2 separate regions of the Macaca mulatta genome follow, and region 1 is linked to region 2. The links are chromatin contacts, called in public Hi-C maps. All regions are on one chromosome and are shown on one strand. The core of a region is the stretch at or near the end of the contact, and the rest is flanking DNA. Distances in the headings are between cores, read along the strand shown. Region 1 has its middle 43 kb from the start of CD34. Region 2 has its middle 21 kb from the start of MIR29B-2.

Region 1 (6,086 bases), core at 1,934-4,433, 43 kb after region 2:
TGGGTTGCCGACTCTCTCTGCGGTGGCATCTCCAGGACCTTGGCATTAAAGGTGCCAGTGAGATCAGAAGTAATAGAGATATCAGGGGAAGATCCTACAGGACAGGCGGAACCAATAAGCCTCCCTTCTCCTCACCCAACACTAGGCTTGGGTCAGTCCAGTATATCCTCTGCACTGCCCTGGGAAATCAGAATGAGAGGGACAGTAGCTTGTCAAACCCAGTCCTGCTGAGGAGCTCAGGCCTCCAGGCTCCAGGGAAAAGGCTGAAAATGAAAGCGCTTTCCTAGATACAGAATGACTATGTTTGAGCTGACTCTAATAATCTACTACTATTTCAACTATCAGATCATGCTCTCATGGGATCACAAAGACAGGCCCAACACAGAATCTTTAAGAACCCTAGAAATCTGAAACAGCCATCGTTAGCATCCCCAGTAAAAGGCCAAGCACCTTTCTGGTAGTCTACCGCAGGGGTTGGCAAGTTTTATTTTTTATCCTAAAGGGCAAGATAGTAAATATTTTAGACTTATGGGGCATACAGGCTCCCTTGCAATTACTCAACTATGCCATTGTAGCATGAAACCAGTCTCAGACATACAAATGGGCATGTCTCTGTTCCAGTGAAACTTTATTTACAAAAACAGGAATCCGGCCCACGGGCCACAGCTTGCAACCCCTGGTCATTGGGAAAACCTGCTTTTCCAGTATTTCCATGCTCCAAAGAGGAACAGAGGCTCCTATCCACTTGGAGGGCTCCTATCCACACTGAAGACAGGGACCCACTCTGGGGAGTAGGCCTCCATCCCTACCAGTCCCTCCCACAAGGCACTAAGAAATCCAGGCTACTTGTTCAAAAAGCCTGATCTGCATCAGAAACCTGGGCAAAGGTAGAAAAAGCTTCCCAGACATCAAATCAGAGGGCTTCAAAACTGAAAGAAGCTAGATCCCTTAGACTAGACACTTGGCCTGGAAAAGGAAGTGGTGTGTCCAAGATTATGTAGCTAGCAAAAGTCGCCTCTCTGTCCAGTGCTCTTACTCCTCCAGGGTGACAAACAGCATACTGGAAGAGGCCAAAAACTTGTGGCACATTTCTACAGCACAGTCCCGGGCTATAAGCAAATGGTACAAGAGCTTGGGGAAATAAGTGCGTGCGTGTGTGTGTGTGTTTCCAGGTATACCTGGACATAGTTACTAGGGAGAGGAAAACGTAAGCAAAAATCTTAACTTCAAAAAGGGATATGGTTTGGTAGAAGATGTGGGTGTTTGTTAGCAGAAATGTCCAGGGTCTGGGCAAGCCCTGGGATAATAAACCAGTACAAGGCATACAGCCTCACTCAATTCCAGGTAATGCCCCAGGCCCTAGGATCTACCTCTACCCACCTTCAAGCTTCATAATCCAATATCCTTCAAATCTTTTCCCAGAATGGACTTCCATTGCATATTTTACTTGCCTGACCATAAACATTTTTATTTGGATAACCTGCCATCATCTTGAAGGCAACATGTCTAAAAGAAAATCAAACATGATTCCCCAAAACAAGTTTGAACTCTAATGTTTCTATTTCTATAAATCAGTAAGGTTCAAAATTTCAGCACTTCCTCTTCCCCATGTCCTGTTCTCAAGCCAAAGTAGCACTCTAAATTACCTCTTCCTCTTCATTTCCATAGGCTCCACCCTAACCTATCACCTCCAATCTCGTATGTTGCTAGTCTCCTGCTGGGGACCCCAGATTCCAGGCTTGCAACAACGCCAGATCTCCCCCCATATACTCATCCTCCTTCCATTCACCACAGTCTCTTCAAGGTCAAGGTCCAGCGCTACTCACCTTTCGCTTTCCAGTTCCCAGAACCTCACCTAATATGGGGGACACACAATAAATGCTGAATGAATGAATCACAGTTTTCATCATAAGATGAAAGATAAAACTTAAACAAAAATCTTAACTTCAAAAAGGGATATGGTTTGGTAGTTTTCATCACAAGATGACTACACAAGAAACCTCATGCCCTTCCTAGTTCCTACTCCCTTGAACCCAGACTGCTGAACTCTGAAGGCCCTCCGTCATCTTACCCTGCCTACCTTAGCTCCTACCAGCCCAGAAACAGGCTTTTGGCTCCATCTAGCTCATCAATGCTGGACCCTCCTCATGTGCCAGGCATTCCTGCATCCACATCTCTGCCCACGCTCTGCTCACTCTGCCCTGTGATGACGTCCATGCCCTTCCCCCTGCATCTACTCCAACTCCTACGCAACTGCCAACTGCCAAGCTGTGGGGGGAGACAGGGGATGCAAGAAGAGGGGAGATGATAAAAAAGACTGGGAAAAGGGGGGCATGATGAAAACATGCTGGGGTCTCTCTCTGATCCTTGGAAGCACAACCCTCTCAATGGGTCACAGGCGATTTAGAGAAGGAAGAGCCAGGAGGAGGAGCCAGATTTTTCCACTGAACGAAAGGCATGATTTTCATCACTGCTTCTGTTGCCCTGGTAACCAGGGACAGCCCAGTGGAGAGTACAGTAAAAGAACACCATGTTTATCTTTGCTGTCTGATCTACTTCCCTGTACACCCTTCCCTGACCATCCCCAAGCCCCTGGGCCTGCTCCAAATCTCTTATAATGCCACCACCATCCTTCTGGTTACCCTTGCTCGAAACCTCAAAGGCAGAGCTAATTTCTCCCTCTCTTTATCCAATCCTAAGTACCATGTGTTCTTCCACTGCAACATTTTGGGGTTCATCTCACCATGCCACCTGCCATGCCAGGGGTCCCCCAAAACAAAGAGCTGGTCTCAAAGCACAAGGATGGCATCTGCTCTACCAGACAGGGCAAGTGGGACTAGTGGGGCAGGAAGGTGAGGAAAACTGCCCAGCCAACCGTATTCTCATCCCACACAGCTGGTGTGGAGAGGGACCTGGGTCTCCCAGCCCCCAACCTATGCCTGAGATCAGGAGAAGGAGCCAGGCTAAGGATGGGGGGAGTAGGTTCACCCACAGGCTTCCACAGATCCTGCCTCCCACACGGACACCGTGTCTGCGTGACCTGAGAGCGGAGACACAGTGCTCGCCCTGGAAGATTATATAAGCGTTATATAACATGGTGGCACCAATAAGCACACAGGAGCAGTTGTCGAGTGCCAGGGACAGGCCAGGGGTGGAACCAAACCCAAGGGGCTGGAGGTTCAGCCCTCCTGCCACCGATGCCAAAGCAGCACCAGGCCCTGGCTGCCTGGGCCCTGTCTATACCTGCTCCTTCCAGCCCAGAGGACACAGAGAGAAACGTGCCAAGCTCTGTGCTCTTCTTCCCACACGGGGCAGCAGGGAGGGGCCGCAAAACCGTCACCACCCTGGCCCATGGCAGCCTTTGCCCATCCGGCCTGAGGCAGCCTAACTGCCCTTTCCGCAGGGCAGCAGCCAGGGGGTCCAGGGCAGGGGAGGGGTGTGGGCCAGTAGCCCCCTCCTCTCTGTCCTACCAGAATGTAGGAGCACTTGTTTGGGGAACAAGTGCTGCAGCAGCAGCTCCAGGATTGGCTGGGTCAGCCGTTCCTCTGCTCTGTCACTTGCTGTTTCTCTAGAAAACAAAACAAACCGAAAGGGAAAGAAAAAAAAAATAAGCACATTTGACAAACGCCAGATCCCAAATTTTGGTCTATGGTTGCAAAGCTGGAAAGAAGGGGTCCTAAGGAAATTACCCTATTTCCCTACAGCCCCCATCTCCCACCATTCCTGGCCAGTTCACCATCTATGAACTTGGGCTGTGAGCCCGAAGATTGCCCCGCAGCCCCTATGTCTGGAGCTGCCTCAGTGGCTGTAGCTCCTTCGGGTATTCCCCCTCCCTCTACAGAATGCTCAGTCTGCGGCTCCCAGATATACACGCGGGACTAGGCGGCTGGCCTGGGGCAGTTCTGGGCAGTTTGGGCCAGGTCTTCATCAAACTCCTCCACTGTCATCACCACACCCACTTTATTAATTTGGCAGGGGTGGGGGGGAGTTGAACAGGGACAGAGCCAAGTGATCTCCTGCAGCACCTGCCCTCTCCTGAGCTATGCCTCTGGCCTTCCCGCCTCCTCCTCCACACGGACCTCCGCGCCCCCTGAAGAAGGGGGCAAAAAGAAATACGCATTAATACCTCGAGCCTTGGCGCACCAGCCCTCGCCCCCTCAACCACCTGTCTCTGCGCTCTCCCCCGCAGCCTTCCTCAACTCTGGGCGCCCCCTCTGCAGCAAAGGGGCACCACGCCCACTGCGGAGAGGAGAAATGCAAGGTGGGGAGTGGGCAGGGGCTCACTTGAGGGCCCGGGGGCTGCTCACTCACCCCTGGGCGCAGCTGGCCCTGGCCCCAGAGCCCGGGGCCCGCCCGGAGCTGCTCCAGGCCGCGACCGCTCCCACCCCCGCGGCGAGGCCAGCAGCGCCCCGAGGCCGCGCTGCAGCCGGGGTGGGGCGCGACCGGAGCGCGGCCGGGGCCTCCGGCATCGTCCCCAGGGAGCCCACCCTACCCCGGGACGCTAGGGGATCGCCCTGCAGGCCCGGCCCAAGGTGCCCACTCCCACCTGGCCAGGTCCCGGCCCTTACCTCGGCGGCCTTCCTCCCTCCGGGGGTACTGCGCAAACCGGCTCCCCCCCACCCCCGCCCGCCAAGCGCCCCGCTGCAGGCCCGAGATGCGCAGCCGCTGCGGACGCCGGCTCCGCGGCGGCCGCTTCCCGGGCGTGTGAGCTCAGCCTGCCCGCGCGCCCGCGCTTCCCACGCTCGGCGTCCCGCGCGGCGCCACCCAGCGGCCGCGTCGGGCGCTGCAAGCTCGTGTCCGGGAAAATCTGCCGCAGCCGGGCCGGCCAACTGATTCGGAAATTCCCAGAATTTGACCATAGGCTTACGGCGGGGCGGGAGACCTGTCAGGCCGTGTGGCCGTCGCTAGACTTGGGGCAGAGCAGCTCCCACCCACCCTGTCTCTGAAGGAGACTCCAGAGTCTTTGCAAGATATTCTGATTTCCCCCTGTTCCTCTGACCTTGCCTCGCCATATTTCTTCCAGGGCAGTGGAGACTGTGGGGAGGCTGGTGACTCCTTGTAAAATGGGGGTGGAGAATCGAGGGGTGGGAAAAGGGTGGGAAGCTCTCGAGGCTGGCATCTCAAGGCCTCCATGGGCTCGTCCAGAGATCCGAGGTGTGCACTGAGTCACTTCCAGAGCTTGTTAGAACACACATGCACAGATGCTCCAGTCTACCTGTAAATTCTAATTCGGAAATTTCAAGTACTGTTTTTAACCTTTTCTTGTATCTACACCCTTCTGAGAATTGCAGAAGAGCTATGGACCCTCTCTTCAAAAAATGCGCATGCATACGGAAATATAATTTTGCACAATATTTCAGGGAATTCTGAAATTCCTCAAGGCTCCGTGGATCCCAGCTTAATATCTCACTTTCTGCAGCTACCCTATGCAGAAAGAGCGAGCTTGTGATTACCTGAATACGCTGCCATCTTATCTCATGCTTTTTCCGCCTTCAGGAATATCTCCACTGGACCCCCAATCTCACATTTCTGCTTGTACAAATTCCACCTGTCCTTTAAGACCAACTCGAAAACCTCTTCCTCTCTGATTTTCCCAATCAGCAATGCCATTTATGACCTCAGTTTTCTGTGAGTATGTATTTTATGGCTGTTAACATGTTATACATACACCCGTATTTATTTCTGTGGTTGGTTTTCTTATCTCCTTCTAGATAGTAAAACTCTTTTAAGATCAGTTTCTCCCTCTGCAACTACTAAGGGCCTTATATGGTATGACTTTGACAAACAGTTCTTAAATAATCAAAGAGAGGTTGGATTGACAGAATAGGAGGCCCAGGGAGATGAATGCCTTTGCTTTACCTGCACCTCTCCTCCTTTCCTGATACTCCACCACATGGACTGCTAGGCCTCTGGAAAACAGAATCCTCAAGTTGATAGGCTCATCTCATTCTTTCCTGCTCCTCTAGGCAAGGCAGCCATAATTGAGGGGTTCCTGGATGAAGTTGCAAGACAAGTTCATGCAAGATGCACATACCAAATGGCAGATATTCTACCACCAGTGTCTCCTAGTCCAGTGAGGGGTGTCC
Region 2 (6,740 bases), core at 2,898-5,397:
GTTAATCCATCAATTTCAGCTACAAGAAAAAAGCCATCATCTTGAGTGAACCTGACCGCAAAGGAAGAGGAGAAAGTTAATGACAGTGTCAAGGAACAGCTAAGGGACCCAGACCATGGACACAAGACTGACCAAACTCCCTCAGAGCATTAGGGACTTACAAAATTCCTTAAATAGGCACATTTTGGGGATCTACTTCATCACAGGCATCTTGTAAACACCAAGAATTCAGAGAGGAAAAATGTAAAGGCTTTGGAAGACCAGGGTTCTAGTCATGACCAGACCACTTAGTAGCCATGGGATGCTCCTCACAGGGCTATGGAAAGAAATAAATGAAGTAACTGCAGGGAAAGTGTCTAACATGGTATCGGTCAAACAGAAGGCACCAAATAGGTATTTGTTTTCCTTCTCCTTTCTCTAGACTCCCTCCTGGAGCTCCCAATCTGATAGGTGACATAAGACTTATACACAAAGAATAACAACACAACAAAAGTACCATAAAAAGGGACAGACTATCTTGAAGTTTGGCCGAAGGGGCAAGGGTGGTTATGAGAACTGCTTCTTGCAAAGGAAATCAGGAGAGGTCCATGGAGAAAGTGAGACTCCCACAGGTGGATGCAGAGGAGAGAAGGCATGGAAAACATCACTGTTGAAAACAGGAAAAGCAAGAAAAGGAAGTTGCCTGGTTTTGTTGGAACCTGTGGTCCACCAAGAGAAACTGAGAGAAGTAAGGCTGTACAGGAAAACCTAAGGCCAGTTACGGGTAGCATTGAGCATCACGCTAAAGGGAAGGAATTTTACTCTGGGAATGATGAGAAACCATTTTAAGTTTCTGAGCAAGAAAGACAAGATGGCCGCTGCACGCAGAAGGGCCTGGAGAGAGGGGGAATGGGCAGCGGGGAGCCTCACAAGAGGACTACAGCTGGAACCATGGCACTGGCAGGGGTCATGAAGGAGAAACAGAAGACAAACAGTAAGCAGACAGGACCATCCGAACAGATCCTCAACGCTGCCGTGTACCTCACTTCCCTGTCCCCACAGGGAGGCTGCTGGAGACAGAGCCTATTTGGGGAACACAAACCACGGGTCTGACACGTCTGAGATGAGCTGCTGAGCCTCTGCCTCCACTCTCATTCAGACACTCGGCTTTTCTGAACTACTCCAAGCATCAGGCTGATGAGGACATGGGAAACCCACACTCTAGCAAAGCCAGGCCCAGGTGGTGAACCCCTACCCAGATGCCTTCCACCTGAATCCCCACCCAGGACTGTGTCCAAGGGTGGGACTGGGTGGCTCTGCCCCTGGAGCCACCTTCACTGCGGCAGCCACCACTGTGCCCGCCTCTGCTGTGCTTTTGCCCCCCCTTCCCCTCCTCCGTCATAGCCCCCGCCCCCCCGCCCACTCTGCGGAACTGGCACAGCAGGACAGAAAAACCAACGCCACCATGTCGGAGACCAGCAGAAATGGCTCCAAAATGGCAGCTCATCTGAGGAGTCCAGAAAGATCATAAACCCACCCAGGAAAAGGAGGGGAAGCCAGTGACAAGGGGAGTAAACTGTCAAAACTACCTCCCAACCAAGTCCCCCACAATCATCACGTCTTTTCCTTCAGAAACATCCTCTCAAAAATCAGACGGGACATGAGTGAAAGAAGGGTGCCACTCCCTCCACCAGAGAGGCCCTAGGGGTCATAGGTGGTATGGGGCACTCAGAAGGATGTTCTGTAGCCTCTTCCCCAAGATGAGGCTAGAAAACCACCACTTTTGTCCTGAAGCTTAGCTCCTGCCAGTAACTAGACAAGAGTTAGCCCTCCCAGGGATTGGAGACCTTCACTGCTCCCCAGTCAGACCCTCCCCAGCTCTATGGGCCCTGGGGAGCAAGAAGGTAGGGTTGCAAGGAAGGGCCGAGAAGGCGCGTGCCATGCCCTCAGTTATGTAATAAGAAGGGCGGTGCTCGTCCTAGGCCAGAGACCCAGGGCGCACTGCGCTTCCAGATGCGCAGTCACGGGTGGGGGCCGCTGCGCATGGCGCAGGTCTTGGTAAACCCCCTCCCCACAAATGTGAGACCTGCGACAAAGACAGGTTAGAGAGCCGGGACCCTGATTTTTCGAGGCCTCCCTCCCCCAACCAAAGGCGAACAGCCTGCTGCCCTAGTTTTATTCTGATTCTCCTCATTCCCTAGACTGACAAACCTTTCTAACCCGGGGCCTCCAAACCTCCCGTCTCCCGCTGACTTTTCTGGAAATCCCACCAAATACGCAGTTTCCAAGCAGTTTCCTGGGGTCAGTCCCCCATCCTCACCTTTCCAAGCACCACGTAGTAGTAGCTTCCAGAAGGCAGATCTTTCCCATACTGGGCTCAGCTCACAACTGGTTCTTAAGGGCCTCTGGACAGCCCCGGACGTCAATGCAAATCTGTTGTCCCCAGGGAGTAGCCCAGAGTCAGCAGGAAGCCCAGGGTGGTGGCAGTATCAGCAGCAGCAGCTCTGCCCTACCTTGCCCATGCGTTTCCAGGGGAGCCAAGAATTATTTTGCCGCAACACCGAGGTGTGGCTGATTGGAAAATTCCCTTTTCCAACACCAAACTACAGAATAAATATTTTTTTCCAATTTGGTCAACCCTCTGCATACCCATCTCCCTAAGATTCTTCCCTCTAAATAAAAAGTTTTGGGAACCCCGAGCTCTTCCTCCTTATAGTGCGTGAAATTTTAAAAGGCATAGGAAGAGGCTTCAACTGGGCAGTCAAAAGCAGGCATAGACACAGGAGCCTACGCACACCCCTAAAGAGATTTTAGAAAGCTGCTGGGCTTCTCCCCGCTCCCCTTTAAGCAAGTGAAATGCAAATTCAGATTTGATACCCTGCCCTGAGCCAATCAAAAAAAGCTTTTCACCTGCCATTGGCCCACCCACCAATCAGAGGAAGTGTCTGGAGGGAGAGCCCTCCCCTGGCCAATGGAAGGCCAGCTCAGTCACTTAGTTAATGATGCAGCAGTACAGGGAAGGCCATCACATGTGAACTGGAAGGGAGCCAACATGGAGACACAGAGAGCGCAAGGTAAACAACTTTCCAACGCCAAAAGGATGACATTTAATCTCTAAATGCTAGCTTCCCTTCTCAGCTCATCCTTAACCCCTCTCAGCTGGCCACAGAGACCCCAGGAGTCTCACTACCTGTCCCCATAGAGCTCCTAACCAGATGCAACAGTGACTGCGTCACCATTCCCCACTTTTCCCAACTACGCAGTGACAAACCTACCAGCTTTACCCCACTTCTCCCAGCCCACACCCCACCCTGGCCACTCGGCTCCCCACCAGCCTCAGATTCCCAGGGCCAGACCTTCCAATAAGACAACCCCTGGGAAAAAACTGTCCCTCTGTCTTCCTTTTGGCACTTCTCACTCCCCTACCTTCCACACAAGACCTGCACGGACAGACAGATGGACGCTGACACCCAAACAACTTGGAGAACCAGTCTGTCTGTCCACTAGAAGGAAATAGGGTAAAGGCTGGGAGGTCAGGTGGGAAGCAGGGGATGGTTCACTCCTCTCTCCTCTACCCTGGTCAGGCTTGAGCAGCTGACACTAGGGAAAAGAAATTAAAGTGGGAAGAAACCCTCCCTCAGAGAAATAAATAGCAAAAATCGAGAAAGAAGGTGAGAAAGACAGAGCACCCACATACACAGAGACAGCGCCCCTGATCCCAGCAAATACATACGTGGGGGAAGAAGGGGGTTACGCCATCAAGTCCTGAAGCCCGTCGGACCACCCATCGTCGCCTGCGCAGACCCAAATCTCGGTCCCGCCGTAAGGTGCCGCAGTCCCGAATGTTCCAGAATTTGGTCCCATCAAACCTTCCACTGTCGCCCCGCAACCTCTTGCTCCCACCCCTGCCCCCCACCACCACCCCACCTCCTCCCCGCGGGAACCGCCCGTGCCACCTTGCGTGTCATCTCCTTAGCCTAGGCTACCCAGAGGCCTCTGGCCCCGACAGATCTCTGAACGCTCAGCAAGTGAGCTGGCAGAACCTGGTGCCCGGTGTTGCTATGACTTGTTTCTTGATTTCTCTCTCTCTCTCTGCTGCAGCACGGCTGTTGCTAGCAGACCTATCGACGGAGCTTGCTTGCTCGCTCGCTCTCTCACTCTCTCCCTCTCTCTCTCTCTCTCTCTCTGAGCTCTGTGACGCAGATCTAAATTCTCCAGTCTGCTCCTTGTGTTGCAAGAGCAGAACTGCAGCTTTTCCCCTGGAGAGCCGGAGGGCAGTGCCAAGGCTGGTCAAACAAGGCAAAAAAAGTTGGGCCTACACTTTGCTTCCTTGGCCACACTTTTCAGCTCACCCCCTCCCACCCCACCCCTTCTGCACCTCACTGCTCTGGGGCATAGAGGTCCCTGTCCTTGCAGGCTCACTCCTTCCCTGAGGCCTTCCCAGGCATAAGACTAGCTTAACTCTTTGAGTGGCAGCCCCCAGCGCCCAGACAGGGCTGCCCCGTACTAAATGTTGCAAAATCTTTTCTTGAGCCATATGGGCTTCTCCAGCCCTGAGAAAAAATGTTCCTCACCCTGACCACTGTCCCATTAACTCTTTGTGCCACAGACAAGTCCAGGATTACAGTCATAGCTGATTTCTGTTGTTTTTTGCCTTTTTGGCCACAAACCAGGACTTTTTTCTCCCTGGAATTTCTTAAGGACAAAAAGCGTAATTAAAACATTGCCTGCCTACCCCACAAATGAGATCCTTCTATCAGGGCAGGAATTTGAAAAACCAAATTGAACTGCAGCCTGAAGAATCCAGAGTAAAACCAGTCTGGATCTCCATCCTTCCTGGGCTCAAAATTTTAGGGCCTAGGTAGATACGTTCAATTACTTTTCAAAAGGTACTTAGGCCATAAAGTCTCAGAGATTCAGGTTGCTGAGTCATTTGTTCCCAAGAAGATCTGACAACATGAAAAACAGCAAAATAGAGCAATAGCCAAGCCTGGACCTGAAGTGGCCAATGACTGGGTTCTCCTCTCCAGCATGGGTAGTCAAGCAAGATCAGCATCCACTGGATGACCCCCAACCCCTCCAAAATGTTCATGCATGGATGTCCACACTCCTGGAAACTTCCAGGGAAGGGCGGTCCACCAATGCTCTAAAGATCGAGTGGGGTTGTTTTTGGATACTCACAGGTCTCCACTGTGGCAAGCAAAGAGCCCCCAACATTTTCCTGCCCCTCCCCCAAGACCCAAAAATGCTTCCAAGAACAACTGAGATACTAAGCCATTAGACCCTACATACCCAGAGAGACCAAGGGAGTGTCAGGTTCCCACACTGCTACATCCAAATAATGCAGAAAGGTTCCTGACAACCAGTTGTATCATATGAGCCTAGACATGACCAGAAGTGAGTGATATATTCAGGTCCTGGGTCAGGTGACTCATGAAGTCCATGACATCAAGAACCTTGCCACTTCCAGGAAGATGAATGAGAATGCGAGGCCAGGCAGCCACCTTATCTCATATCTGCTTCCCAGGCAGCCTTCTTCAAGCAACTACTCTGGGCCAAAGTTTCATCTGGCAGAAAGAAGGACCACTTGGAAGACAAGCATGGCACTACACAATTTTAAAAGAAGACCAGAGTATCTGTGCCAGGCTCCCAGCAGGGGGAAAAGTGCTTCAAATTCACACCTTCTGGGATCCAAGGTTGAGCATGCCAATAAAGAAGTTACCTACTGGTCTGACGACCAAAAGAAGGTGGCCTTGATGACACTAAAGCAAGTCCCCCAGAATGGCCCTCTGGTTACTTAAATCCCATTTGCCGTAGTTTCCTTCTCCATGGAAGAAAAACATGCCTAAGTTCATGTCAGGACATTCCTGATTTATCCAAGAGCCCAGGATCAAATAAACAAAGGGCTCTGAGCTCTGCCAGGGAGCCTCCTCCTTCAGGAGGGAGAACTAGAGGGAAGTAGGCTTGGTACAGAGCTGGCCCATCACCCCATGAACTTGGTGAGTGACGTGGCTGCTCACTGCCATGGCGATGGGGATGTTACGGGTGGGTGGAAGTGAGAGAAGAGGCAAATAAGTCATGAGAGACGAAGTGAAAGCGAGGTAGGGTCAGAGGAGGAACCTACAAAGCCACAGAATTTGTAGAGAGGCCGACTGTAGTCTATGACCGCAGCAAAACTAAGCTGAGTCCTTGCAAAGATAAGTCCCCATCTCAGGGGTGCGGCATGGACCAACTATGACTCGCAAAAAACTATGACAACACTACATTCAGCAAGGCTTTGTTTCGTTTCATTTTCCCTCTAAATCTTTTCCTTCCCATGACCCCGTTGATACAGCTTTGATGACTGGAAGAACACTAGGGTTTTTGGTTTCGCTCCGGTTTGAATAAAATGACATGGACATACGTGGAGTGGTTTTAAGGAGCGGAGAATTTAATAGGCAAGAAAGAAGGAAGAGGCTTTTCCTGTACAGAGACAGAGGGAGGGGGGCTTTAAGCCAAAAGAGGGAACCTTGAGTACAGTGGAAAACAGCCAGTTATATGAGGAGGCTAGAGGAGGCAGGATTAAAACATTTTAGGTACCTCTGTCCAATTCTAGGTCTTTCTTCTATTAACCTGATTCTATGAGGCACCGAGAACAGAAAAACCCGAATGGGATGACCAGGAAGTAGAAATGAATTCAGTTCCAAAAACATGGGAGGATGTTTACTTAGCAAGCACGCTCGAGCCTACAAGGAAGCAATTTTACAGGGTGCTGCATGCAG

Evidence for each region. Hi-C and Micro-C count contacts between places; a contact is called where the count stands out from the background.
Region 1: a Hi-C map of CD4 T cells shows a contact between it and region 2, with 4 times the contacts expected there. The contact joins two enhancer-like sites. A contact is called at or near these places in 6 of 14 Hi-C or Micro-C datasets (CD4 T cells, blood, cortical neurons and 3 more).

What each region holds. Positions count from the first base shown.
Region 1 is chr1:65,604,303-65,610,388 of T2T-MMU8v2.0, forward strand. No RefSeq gene overlaps it. Among named protein-coding and RNA genes, the nearest start is that of CD34, 43 kb to the right of the region's middle. Within about 2 kb of position 3,184, at least 14 of the 40 cell types and tissues checked have an H3K27ac peak or open chromatin away from gene starts, as enhancers often do. A contact at or near this core is called in CD4 T cells, where this site is marked.
Region 2 is chr1:65,559,939-65,566,678 of T2T-MMU8v2.0, forward strand. No RefSeq gene overlaps it. Among named protein-coding and RNA genes, the nearest start is that of MIR29B-2, 21 kb to the left of the region's middle. Within about 2 kb of position 4,148, at least 26 of the 40 cell types and tissues checked have an H3K27ac peak or open chromatin away from gene starts, as enhancers often do. A contact at or near this core is called in CD4 T cells, where this site is marked.